Regions from separate parts of the Mus musculus genome. Here regions 1, 3 and 4 are each linked to region 2. The links are chromatin contacts, called in public Hi-C and HiChIP or PLAC-seq maps. All regions are on one chromosome and are shown on one strand. Each heading gives the region's core, a stretch centred on a gene start, on an enhancer-like site or on the middle of the called end of the contact. The rest is flanking DNA. Distances are from core to core; before and after follow the strand shown. Region 1 has its middle 17 kb from the start of Chrna9. Region 2 holds the start of Rbm47 (RNA binding motif protein 47). Region 3 overlaps Apbb2 (amyloid beta (A4) precursor protein-binding, family B, member 2). Region 4 overlaps Apbb2 (amyloid beta (A4) precursor protein-binding, family B, member 2).

Region 1 (2,848 bases), core at 128-2,627, 170 kb before region 2:
AAGGAGTATCAAAGACCAAAAGGCAGGGGGCTGGAGAGATGGCTCAGCAGTTAAGAGCACTGACTGCTCTTCTGAAGGTCCCGAGTTCAAATCCCGGCAACCACATGGTGGCTCACAACCATCCATAATGAGATCTGACTCTCTCTTCTGGAGTGTCTGAAGACAGCTACAGTGTAAGTAATATAATAAGTAAAGAGTATATATATTTTAAAAAGACCAACAGGCAAGAAAGATATGAACAGGCAACTGCACAGCCTCTTGCTTGAGAAGAAACTAGAAGTGATAGGAGGAAAAAAAATCAAATTTAAATCAGGCCCAGGCTTGGTGGGTCATATTTATATTCTAGCAATGAGGAAACTGAAACAGAAGGATGGCTGTAAGTTGGAGGCCAGCCTGGACTACAGTGAGGCCTTGTCTCAAAAAACTGGAATTGGGCAACGAATATACTGCCCCTAAACTCTATAAAAATGAATAGAGAAAGCAAAAAGGAATCTCAGTCTATTTAAGCATTTAACTATGAAAATGGGAGTAATTTAAATCAGTGAAGAAAGGCTACCTATCAGAAAATAAAATAAAATCAGGACATTGTTTACATAATACACAAAAATTAACTTGAGTCTCTACCTTCTTTTTTTTAAAGATTTATTTATTTATTTATTATATGTAAGTACACTGTAGCTGTCTTCAGACACACCAGAAGAGGGCATCAGATCTCATTATGGATGGTTGTGAGCCACCATGTGGTTGCCAGGATTTGAACTCGGGACCTTCAGAAGAGCCAGTCAGTGCTCTTAACCGCTGAGCCATCTCTCCAGCCCCGGGTCTCTACCTTCTTAACACTGTGACCCTTTAATACAGTTCCTTGTATTGTGGTGACTCCCAACCATACAATCATGTTCACTGCTACTTAGCTGTAATTTTGCTACTGTTTTGAATTGTAATGTAAATATCTGATATGCAGCAATGCCCAAAGGGGTCATGACCCACGGGTTGAGAACCACTGCTCTAAAATCTCAACTGTAAAAACCAAAACATAGGGAGCCGGGGAGCTAGCTCTGTCTTAAAAATTCCTGCCGTGCAAGCATGAAGAGCTGAGCTCAGGTTCCCAGCCCCAGCTCAGGTCCCCAGCCCCAGCTCAGGTCCCCAGCCCCAGCTCAGGTCCCCAGCCCCAGCTCAGGTCCCCAGCCCCAGCTCAGGTCCCCAGCCCCAGCTCAGGTCCCCAGCCCCAGCTCAGGTCCCCAGCCCCAGCTCAGGTCCCCAGCCCCAGCTCAGGTCCCCAGCTCAGGTAAAAGCTGCCAGTGGTGCTGCCTAAGGGACTTCTTGTTTTAGAGACAACAGCCAGAGAGAAAGAAGAAATACAGGGCTAAAGTTGTCCACTGAAACCAAGTTTGCAATACAGGAAATGGCTGAGTGAAACGCACTGGAGTCACAGCGTGGATTATTGTTTAGTCACCAAAAGAAATGTTGAAGGATCTACTGATGGAAATTGGGGGAGTTCTACAAGTCTTGGTTGACAAAAGAGAGACATAAAATAAAACCTATAAATATGACAGGATTTTTGTAAAGTAAATAATAACTACATACACATGTACATATATACAAATATGATTGTTTTCTAGAAAAATATAGAAAAAGTAAGGACCAGGTTATTACAGTTAATGGGTAGAGGGGATTTTTTTTTCTTTTGGTTTTTTGAGACAGGGTTTCTCTGTGTAGCCCTGGCTGTCCTGGAACTCACTCTGTAGACCAGGCTGGCCTCAAACTCAGAAATCCACCTGCCTCTGCCTCCCGAGTGCTGGGATTAAAGGTGTGCGCCACCACACCCGGCTCTGTTTGTCTTTTTAAAGTGTCCTCCACCGTGTCTTCTCTTAGACTGTGGCCACTTCGCTCATGGGGACTTGGGGGTTTGGTTTTTTGTTCTTGATTTTGTTTTTGTCCACATTTGTTTTGTTTGTTGTTGTTGTTGTTGGTCTTCCTACTCAGTCTTCACACTGGACTTGGTCTGGTGGTTGCTATGACCAAGCACCACCAACCACTGGCTTAGAGCAACTACATTTTGTTTCCTTGTGGTTCAGATTGGAGTTGCTGGCAGGAATCAGCTGTTTGGCATTTCCAGGGAAGAGCCCTTGCTTTGTCTAGCTCCCAACAGTTTCCTATAATCCTTTGCATTCCCTGGTTTTCAGCTCTTACATCCTCATACAGTGTGCTCCTTAACTGGCTCTCTATATATTTACAAAATTCTCTTCTCATAAGAACAACAGTCTCTAGATGCAGACATCAGCATGACCTTATTCTAACTTGGCTGCCTCCCCAAAGACCCTGTTTCTAAATAAAACCACATTCAGAAGCCTTAGGGCCTGGGGCCTTCAACATATCTTTTGTATTTTTATAATGATTTCAAGTTTCATTCCTATTGCTGCGATAAAATACTCTGACAAAAAGCAATTTTATTTTAGCTCAGCATTCCATGTTATGGCCTATTACCTCAGGCAAGTGACAGGGCAGGAGCTTGAGACAGTGGTCAGATCACATCCACAGCCCAGAGCAGGGAAAAATGAATGCATGCATTCCCACTTGCTTGCTCATGCTCAGCTCGATTGCTCTACTCTCACGCAGTTCAGGACCCCCTGCTTTAGGTAATGACTCTACCCATAGTGGGATGGGTCTTCCAGACATGCCCACCCAATGTATACTGCTGTTCATCGGTAGTTGTACATTCCCAGTCTTTCTAGGTTTTATCTTTTTTAAAATATTTATTTGTTTATTGTATGTATGCAAGTATACTGTAGCCGTCTTGAGACACATCAGAAGAGGGCATCGAATTCCATTACAGGTGGTTGTGAGCCAC
Region 2 (2,822 bases), core at 90-2,589:
GGCCGCACACTTTTAAATAGAAAACTAAATTAAAGAGTCTCCAAACTACTTCCCACCGTGCGGCTTAAAGCAACAGATCAGATCGCTCTAGGCTTTAACTCTTCCCGGGTTCTGGGAATTCCAGTTTGTCACAATTTCTTAGCCTGAGTGACCTGCGGTAAGAAACGTCTTCCCGGCCCAGAGCCTGGCTTCTCCGGGTCCGGGCGCTCGGCGGCCGGCTGGGCTGGGTCGTACGAGCCGGCTGCGGTGCGGCTGTGGCCCGGGCGGAGCGGCACAGGGTCGGATCCCGCGGAGCGCGGCGGAGTCCGGCTGCAATCGGTGCCTCTGCAATCCCTGCTCTTCCCGGTTCCCTCCCTCCGCCTCCTGCCCTCCCCCAGACGAGGCCATTCGCCTCACAGTAGCAAGGTTGTCTCGTATACTCCCTTCCCTTAAACTCACCAAACCAGATTTTTACTCCCAACACCGGCAACTTCCCGTAAATCTGCACTGAAATTTTATCCTGCTCGCTGAGCCTCCGCTGGCCGAAGGCCAGTGCAACATTCCTGTTGTTTTAGAAGCGCGGATACCTTAGCTGAAGGTTTAAAAAAAAAAAAAAATCATATCGGACTGGCCCCGATGCGGAGGATTTACGAACTTTGGCCGCTCAAAAAGTCACATCCATTTCAGACATTCAGAAGGGACCCCAGAAGTGGCACCTGCCCCACCTGGGGACATCTAGAAGAGTGGCTTCCGGCCGCCTATGGCTGTTTAGAGTAAGCCACCCTGAGCCTGCACCAAGGACTAAGGACCCTGCGCCTGACTCCCGGGGTGAGCAGTGCCACCGCCCCCGGCCTTGCGGGGCAGGAAGGCGCTGGAGCAGGTAGGGCGGCAGACGAGCCCCGCCGCGGGCCTGCAGGAAGCCAGGACCTCCTGGGCTGTTCTTACCTGAGGCTGAGCATAGCTCGGAGAGCACAGGCAGGCACGTCACGGGGGGCCGGAGCTCTGACCTTTGCCGGAGCCTTCACAGCAGGGCCTGGGGCCTGGGCGCCGCTGCTCGTTCAAAGTGGCTCATTCTGAATGCGCTCTGACCTAGTGTTACAGCTGGTTTCTAGAAAGGGAACAAAAACAGTGCAAGGAGAAACCTCAGCCAAGCCCTCCTTTAACCTTGCCTCTGATCACAGGGGAACTAAGTCTGACCCCCATCCCCACTCCCAGGAAACCCACCCTAGGGCCGCGGCCCCCGCCCCACCCCTCGGGTTACCTGTTTATACAAGAATTAAGGAGCCTCCCGCATTTCAATGGAGCGCTAAGCCTGTTTGCAGCGCGGAAACAGCCAACAGGAATCGAATTCTGTGACTAAACAAACTAGAAGAGGAAGCGGGCACCACAAGGAACCTAAAGTTGTGATTTCGGGTTGCAATGTCATGCAACTGAAAAAAAAAATACTGTTTCACAGTAGGCTACTTTAATTAAAAGAAGGACCCAAAACTACCCCCCCCATCTAGTTAAATGGAAGCTGATAGAATATCGGCATATAGCGTTAGCCACTGTTGTTAGTGATACTATTATTATGTATAATCCGCCCCCCCCCCGTAGAAAAACGTGCAATGGATGTTAGAAGGAGGCTCCAGACCCAACTCTGCCCTCACTATCTGTGAGCAAGTTAATTACCCTCCAGCTCTGAGTTTCTGGAAGATTCTAAGGATGGGAGTTTTGCTTTCACTGTGGACAGTTTCAAGGAGAAGGAAAGACGAAGTCTTTGTGAAGGGGTGTGCAACTGATTTTCGACTCGTGTACAAGTTTCAAGGGAAGTGGAGAGAAGTTGGCCCTGCCTTCCATGAAGTGCAAATCCAACGTCTGTGTCACGCGCGTAATTCTGACTCAGATTTAGGCACTAGACCTGACCTGCCACCCTGCAAGTTACTCCATAGGTTAAAAGTCAGTGCTAGCGGGGCGGTGGTGAGCACGCCTTTAATCCCAATCCCAGCACTTGGGAGGCAGAGGCAGGCAGATTTCTGATTTCGAGGCCAGCCTGGTCTACAGAGTGAGTTCCGGGACAGCCAGGGCTACACAGAGAAACCCTGTCTCAAAAAAAAAAAAAAAACAAAAACAAAAACAAAACAAAACAAAACAAAAACAAAAAGTCAGTGCTAGATAACAGTGAACCATGCAGTTTGAAGATCTGTGAATGTGGGGCGTGTGGGGTGTGGTGGAGGCTTTGAAAACTCATAGATATCATCCATAGTAATAGTGGAGGGTAGAGGGGGTATTTATGTTCCTTTTAACTTGACATATAAATGAAGAAATCCTAATCTCTTTATATTGAGGTCTTTCTTACTCAGGAACCCTTTCACCCATTTCCTTAATCTGATCCTCAGGTCTGCCTCAGGTCTGGAGGTGAAGACACTGTCCGTACAGAGGTTAGGTAAGCAGGCCAACTTTCCCGAGTGCCGACCTTTCCAGTCTAATCGAAAAGTCAGATCTTACCACCATTAGTAAAAGTAATTCCTGAAGCCAGCCAGGAATTCTGAAGTTCTCCATCCTTTTGATCTTCGATCTTTTATCTTTTAGGCAGCAAAAGTCAAGCCAGGCCAGTTTAACCATGTTCTGAATTCAGAATCAAGACTTTGTCGATAGGTGCACACATGTACTGAGAATCGCAGACTGTAGAAAACTCCCAGTTCCGAACTGTTCTAGGGGTTGATACAGTTAGTTAGCCACCAAGACTCCGCAGCTGTAAAAAAGGCTTCGAAACCAGTTTCCAAGAGACTTTCTGAGCTACAGGAGGCACAGCTCTGTGCTTCAAGATAGGTTTTTCCATAGGAAGCTCTGGGCCCAGCCTT
Region 3 (2,812 bases), core at 50-2,549, 170 kb after region 2:
AGGACCTAGGAGACAAATGAATCCTGTTTCCAAGACTGACTGCACTTATTTTCCAGATTAGACTTGGAGTGGGAGGTACAGGAGATGGAGAAGAGGACACGAGAAACTTCACTACCCTAGAGGGCTGGTCTAGAGTACCTGCCTGCTGCCTGTCTTGGGCAGTACTTTTCTGTTTCATCATACTGAACATCAACCATACCAGACCTGGGTATCTGGGATCTCAAAGCTTGGGTTCCAACTTGGCAAACTTGTGTCTCCTTCTGCCTTGTCTAGGAAGATGCTGAGTTCTGAAAGGAGCAGCCCAACACCTCACTACCTGGGGTGAACACATTCTGCACAGCCAGGGCCTCTCTGGGAACATTCCTGAGATGTGGACTGTGTAAACAGCAGGCCCAAGTTCTACCATTTGCCAGGAGTGAGGAGACTTGAACAGAAGGCAGAGCATTCTCCAGTGTGCACTCTCACTGTTAATATTCAGAACAGCTGTCACAGCTGTCTCCTAGTAAGGAGACCTGGACGCAGAGGCAAGGAGGAAGGGAAGAGCCGACAAAATGTCTGGACACCTCCCCACTGTGGACTCCTGTAGGAGTTGTGGTGCACAGAGGTAAGAGAGCTTATACCCCATGCTCAGGCCCAGAGTGTATCACCCCCGCCCCCCCAAAGGAGAACTTCTCTTAGGCACATCTTCTGTTAGTCCCATCTCCAGCCACTGGGCAAGACAGAAAAATGGTCACTAGCTACAATAGGGAGTGTAGCTAGGAGGGAGCCCAAAGCAAAGAGGAACTCGTCCCTGGGTTTGTCTTTTCACTATGGCTGGCACTTGTCACAATGCCCTTCATCTACCAAAATGGGATAAACATATAGATATATGTATATATATATATAGATATATGTATGTATGTGTAATATATATATGTGTGTGTGTGTGTGTGTGTGTGTGTGTATGTATATGTGTGTGTGTGTGTGTGTGTGTGTGTGTGTGTGTGTGTATGTGTGTGTGTGTGTATGTGTATATCTCCACTCCATCATTTGGAGGCTGACATTTGGAGCATCTGAAACTGTGTAAGCACCATGAATTTCACGGGTATATCCTCTCCATGGATAACATCCTTCAAGGAGGACAGGAGGCTTCCCTGGCTGTGCCATGGCTAAGAACTGATACTGAAATTGACTGTATTATGGCTAGTCACCCAGGAAACTTAAGAGAACACCTCAAAGTTCCAAATTGTCACTCTTCAATGTATCACAGGAACCAATGTGACATGGGGACCAACGTCACATTTCCTCCGTGACATGCTGAGTCATTTGTTCAGCCACTGGTGAGAGAGACCCGAGACTTGGCAGGGTGGCCGTTATTCTTGGTCATTCAGCCCATCACCTTCCCAAAACAGTACCACACACAGAAGTAGGTTAGGGGCCCAGATACAAATGATGAAGAGAAGAGGCTACACAAGACAATGGCCTGCCTTGAGAGGCAGAGAGGCTGTGAGGATGGGGATGGAATGGAAGAAGCGGTGAGTTCTGCCAGACACATGAGATGCCAGGGAAGGGGAAAAGTGAGAAATCGCCGGTTACCTCTCTCTGAATCCGGGAAGGCATGAGGGAGGGAAGAGCAGAAACAGCGGGTTAGCATCCGTACCGTATCCAGTCTACAACGCAGCTCTCAGCACCGACATCCCACTGTGGTTCCCAACTTTGCAGCCATTAATAGCCTTTCTGTGCTTATTTTAGCTGCACCCTATCACCCGGAGGAGTGTATTTCGAGCCACACTACGATGAAGCCAAGAGTTGCCAGCTGAATTTGCAGAGGCAACAGATCAGCCGGGGGAGGTAACCAAGCTTAGAATATCACAGTCAAGTACAGGAGACTGTTTGCAGGAAACACTGGCAGGGAACTTATCTTCAGTCTCCAGCCCCAGCCCCGGCTTCACACACACACACACACACACACACACACACACACACACACACACACACACCACAACCACCACCACCACCACCACCACCAACCATACAGAAACAATCAAGCATACACAGTCTTACCTGCTTCATGGCTCCTGGACATTCTAATTAGAGCTGTGGCCCTGATACCCAGGAGCTTTAACAAAGTCTTTAGTGGGCAATGGGGAGGGACGTAGAAGTGGAGAAAAAAAAAGAGGTAGGAGATGAAGACTTCAAGGGTGCAGGCACAGAGCAATGCCAAGAAGGGGTGTGGGTGCAGAGCAGTGCCAGGGAAGAAAGGAAGGGGGTACAGAGAGGAGCTGGGAGCATCTGGAGGCTGGGGGTGGGGTGGGAGTGGGGGTGGGGGGAGGACAACAGCAAGCTTTGAGTTTTGTGCTCAGAACTACCCAGAGTTACCAGGGGACCCTAGAGATGTCGCTGAGCCTCCTAACCTTTTCTGTTCTGACAGAGGCATTACAAAAGGGCCTGGAGGCAGCGTCCTCTAAGTGACACAGGTGCTCTCTAGAGTAACAACAGTCCGAGGAGGCGGAGTGCCAGACAGCTAAGCCATGAGAAGAGAGGCAGGGTTCACAGGGACCTGCTCTCTCCCACACAGCAGCCTTGCTACTGCTGTCACCTAGGCCAGCTGAGAGTGATAGTGAATGCGCAATCAAGTATATCACCAGATGGTGAGCTAAAAGCATTGAGGGAGCCATCACACTCCACCCCAGAACAATACTTGTGGCATACTCCAACAAGGGCGCAGTGGTGCCTGTGCCCACAAACCTAAGCGGAAGCTACAATGTCTCAAATGAAAAGCCACCAGAAAGCTTAGAGTACATTTGAAATTTGTGCCATAAAAGGCTACAGA
Region 4 (2,700 bases), core at 145-2,644, 220 kb after region 2:
AAAGGAGTATATACATATGAATATGAAGGACTTTTAAAAGATCTAACCAGCTCAAAGAGGGCCAGAACGATGCCCATCTACAGTATATTCATTCTATTTGATCTTCTCTGTTTTGTGATGCTTTCTCAAGAGATAAGAAAGTGGGGGATGGGGTAGAACAGGATCACCCTCTGTCTGGTTGTGAACACCTGTAATCCCAGCACTTGACCCAGGGGGATTACAGGTCCAAGATCAGCCTGAGCTACACAGTGACTCCTTGTCTCCCTGTCTCAAACAATACAATAAAACCAGCCAGCGCTTTGCTTTGCTCTTCTTCATACCATTACCGAGGGACTGCAGCAGCTCCGGTTTCTATTCTGAGCCAGATCTTTTGATTGTCCAGTAAACAAAAGGCCTTAACGCAACACAACCTCCACAACACTGAGAAGGCGCTGGCCGTTCAAGTTCAAATACCCTGGTGGGATGTGGCCTCCATTGTTGGGATGTCATGAGCCAACGGCGGTTACTCCAGGCAGGAATGAATGCACACCACTGTCACCACGGTCATGCTCCTAAATGAAATCAGGCTTTGTGACTGTTTGGAAACAGCGAAATGCTTTTCAACTCCGGGACGTTGTGGGTCCTGTGGGGACAGGTGTCTGGGGGATCCCTTGAGTGGAGTTTGACCCAGTTTCCCTCTTGAAGGGAAAAAAGTCATTGGCCTGGTGAATTATTCATTCACTATGGCAGTGACCTTGGCCAGGGAGGCCCCAGAACACATTCAGCATTGGCCTCAGCAAATGTATCAGCTGCTTCTACTGCCTCCACAGGCTGTCAACAACGTGATGGGTGCTCAGGCAGAAACCACCACTCAGGGGCCTTCTGGGACACCGGGCCCACTAGTGCTCTTCCTGCTTCCTGAGCAAGACAGTCCTATTGTGAAAGTTTGTGCTCTACTCATATTTGCCTGGCCCATCTATGAAGGTCATGTTCATGAAGCATGTATACCGTGCCACTTGGTAAGGGGTGACACACATGGAAATATCTCCAGTATCCACCCACAACTATCTATGGCATTATTGGGAAGGTGCTTCCTAGTCTGCATCAACTCTGCCTATACACCATTGAAAGGCCCAGCCCGTGGTGGCTGTTGCTGAGCCGACGAGTGGGTTGAACCATCCCGTCAGAAACAAGTCATAGAAACTTAAAAGAACGTGCCAGAATGCCAACTTGTTAATTTACACAGGGAAATGCAAGTGCCACCCTGGTTCAATGCAAGCACAGGCTGAGGAGAAAGTTTGCCCTCTGTTGCAAGTCCACTCTGGTTTCTGATCGGCCGCTCATAGTAAGCTGAGCAGCAGAGGTGCATGCAGAAGTGCCCGTGCCGGCATTTTACCAGGCAGGATGTTGGGAGATTCTCCCCTGGTGCCAGAGACAGGCCTCAGGGGTGTGATGTGGTATAAGCATACTTGCTTGTATTAGTCACTGCCTGTCTAGGAACCAGCCTGGCATTGAGCCCTATTAATTAATAGAAAATTTGAACAGAGGTATGCTTACTTTAGATATGGAGTGTAATGTTTCAAAAATGTTCATGGAATAGACTCTGTGTGTATGTGTATATGTGTGTGTGTAAGCACAAGCTTGTATGTATATTACAAAGTCCATCATCTTATTGGCAGAGATAGTTTATTAGGGGCTTATTCTGTGCCACTTACAGATCACAGCCCAAGTTTATAGCATTCAGCAAAATATGTTCTCATACCACCAGCTCAGGTGCTGCATTTCTTGTTTTCGGAATGAAAGGTAGAGGCACAGAGCAAATGGCTGAACTGTCTAAGGTGACACAGTAAGCAAGCAGCTGAGCTTCATCTCTTACGGGGTGTGAGGCACCACGATCTGGGACTTCACAGGACAGGAAAACCGCCACCATGAAACTGAACAAGGGACCTGCAGCTTCATCTAAGACACATGGAAATATCACGGCAAGAATGAGTAGACCTCGCTGGGGGTCGGGGACTGCTACTTGCTGCCTGTACCCTCATTGTGCTCACTGCCCTTCATTTCCCCGCTTGCATCACTGGAGGGAAGCCACTGCCTCTGCAGGTGCTATGGAGGATTAAACTGGTGCATCTCTAAGCAGAGGCCTAGTACTACCTTTAGGATGGAAGAGCAGCAATGTTCACTGGGTCAGCTCTGAAGCCACGACGCTCAGATATAATCCCTAGCACTCTACTTAATTCCCCAGTGACATAGGACCAGTTACTGAGCTGCCCTGTGCCTCTGTTCCCTACACCAACAGAGACAACAGCAGCACTTTGGTTCTGGGGAACACTAAGAGTCTGAAGACTCGCGCCAAACATACAAAGCACTGCAGGCGATCGAGGGGCGTGCTCAGTGTGCTAGCTTTGATGAGCACTAGCTTCAAATGACCGACGGAATGAGCCACACCAGCTGGCATGGAGGTCATCTAAAAGGACTCATCCGGCCACTCACATAGCCTGTGGTCGGGGTTAAGTGTGATGATGCTCAATTCCAAGTGCTCAGATGTAGATCAGGAGAGTGGCTCTTCCCTCGGGCAGTCACTGCTCAGTTCCCAACAGCATCCTTATCTGACTCTTTAGGACAGTGGTTCCCAACCCTCCTAATGCTGTGACCCTTTAATACAGTTCCTCATGTTGTGGTGACCCACCCACCCCGGCCATAAAATTATTTTTGTTGCTA

The links. A called contact is a pair of places that touch in the nucleus more often than the background predicts. HiChIP or PLAC-seq counts read pairs in DNA pulled down with a chosen protein or histone mark.
Region 1: a contact with region 2 is called in an H3K4me3 HiChIP or PLAC-seq map of bone marrow-derived macrophages, with 2.8 times the contacts expected there. The contact joins the enhancer-like site here to the promoter of Rbm47 in region 2. A contact is called at or near these places in 4 of 39 promoter capture datasets (the C10 cell line, liver, pre-B cells and 1 more), 7 of 484 Hi-C or Micro-C datasets (bone marrow-derived macrophages, embryonic fibroblasts, embryonic stem cells and 2 more), 10 of 115 datasets of contacts at active chromatin or transcription factors (bone marrow-derived macrophages, embryonic stem cells, microglia and 3 more) and 3 of 9 other capture datasets (adipose tissue, liver and pancreatic islet).
Region 3: a Hi-C map of bone marrow-derived macrophages shows a contact between it and region 2, with 1.8 times the contacts expected there. The contact joins the enhancer-like site here to the promoter of Rbm47 in region 2. A contact is called at or near these places in 1 of 39 promoter capture datasets (3T3-L1-derived adipocytes) and 2 of 484 Hi-C or Micro-C datasets (bone marrow-derived macrophages and brown adipocytes).
Region 4: a contact with region 2 is called in a FOXA1 HiChIP or PLAC-seq map of pancreatic cancer cells. The contact joins the enhancer-like site here to the promoter of Rbm47 in region 2. A contact is called at or near these places in 1 of 39 promoter capture datasets (frontonasal cranial neural crest), 2 of 484 Hi-C or Micro-C datasets (nephron progenitors and palatal mesenchyme) and 2 of 115 datasets of contacts at active chromatin or transcription factors (bone marrow-derived macrophages and pancreatic cancer cells).

The regions. Positions count from the first base shown.
Region 1 is chr5:65,982,869-65,985,716 of GRCm38.p6, forward strand. No RefSeq gene overlaps it. Among named protein-coding and RNA genes, the nearest start is that of Chrna9, 17 kb to the left of the region's middle. Within about 2 kb of position 1,378, at least 10 of the 459 cell types and tissues checked have an H3K27ac peak or open chromatin away from gene starts, as enhancers often do. A contact at or near this core is called in bone marrow-derived macrophages and trophoblast stem cells, where this site is marked.
Region 2 is chr5:66,150,615-66,153,436 of GRCm38.p6, forward strand. Rbm47 (RNA binding motif protein 47) reads right to left here and starts at 1,340. Exons shown (of 8, transcript NM_001127382.2): 1 at 1,241-1,340; 2 at 925-1,087. It overlaps Gm26725 (a long non-coding RNA gene), which reads left to right and starts at 390. Exons shown (of 5, transcript XR_001785070.2): 1 at 390-859; 2 at 2,358-2,404.
Region 3 is chr5:66,322,027-66,324,838 of GRCm38.p6, forward strand. The region is part of intron 11 of Apbb2 (amyloid beta (A4) precursor protein-binding, family B, member 2); the gene reads right to left. Among named protein-coding and RNA genes, the nearest start is that of Nsun7, 64 kb to the left of the region's middle. Within about 2 kb of position 1,300, at least 50 of the 459 cell types and tissues checked have an H3K27ac peak or open chromatin away from gene starts, as enhancers often do. A contact at or near this core is called in bone marrow-derived macrophages, where this site is marked.
Region 4 is chr5:66,373,192-66,375,891 of GRCm38.p6, forward strand. The region is part of intron 9 of Apbb2 (amyloid beta (A4) precursor protein-binding, family B, member 2); the gene reads right to left. Among named protein-coding and RNA genes, the nearest start is that of Nsun7, 110 kb to the left of the region's middle. Within about 2 kb of position 1,395, at least 32 of the 459 cell types and tissues checked have an H3K27ac peak or open chromatin away from gene starts, as enhancers often do. A contact at or near this core is called in pancreatic cancer cells, where this site is marked.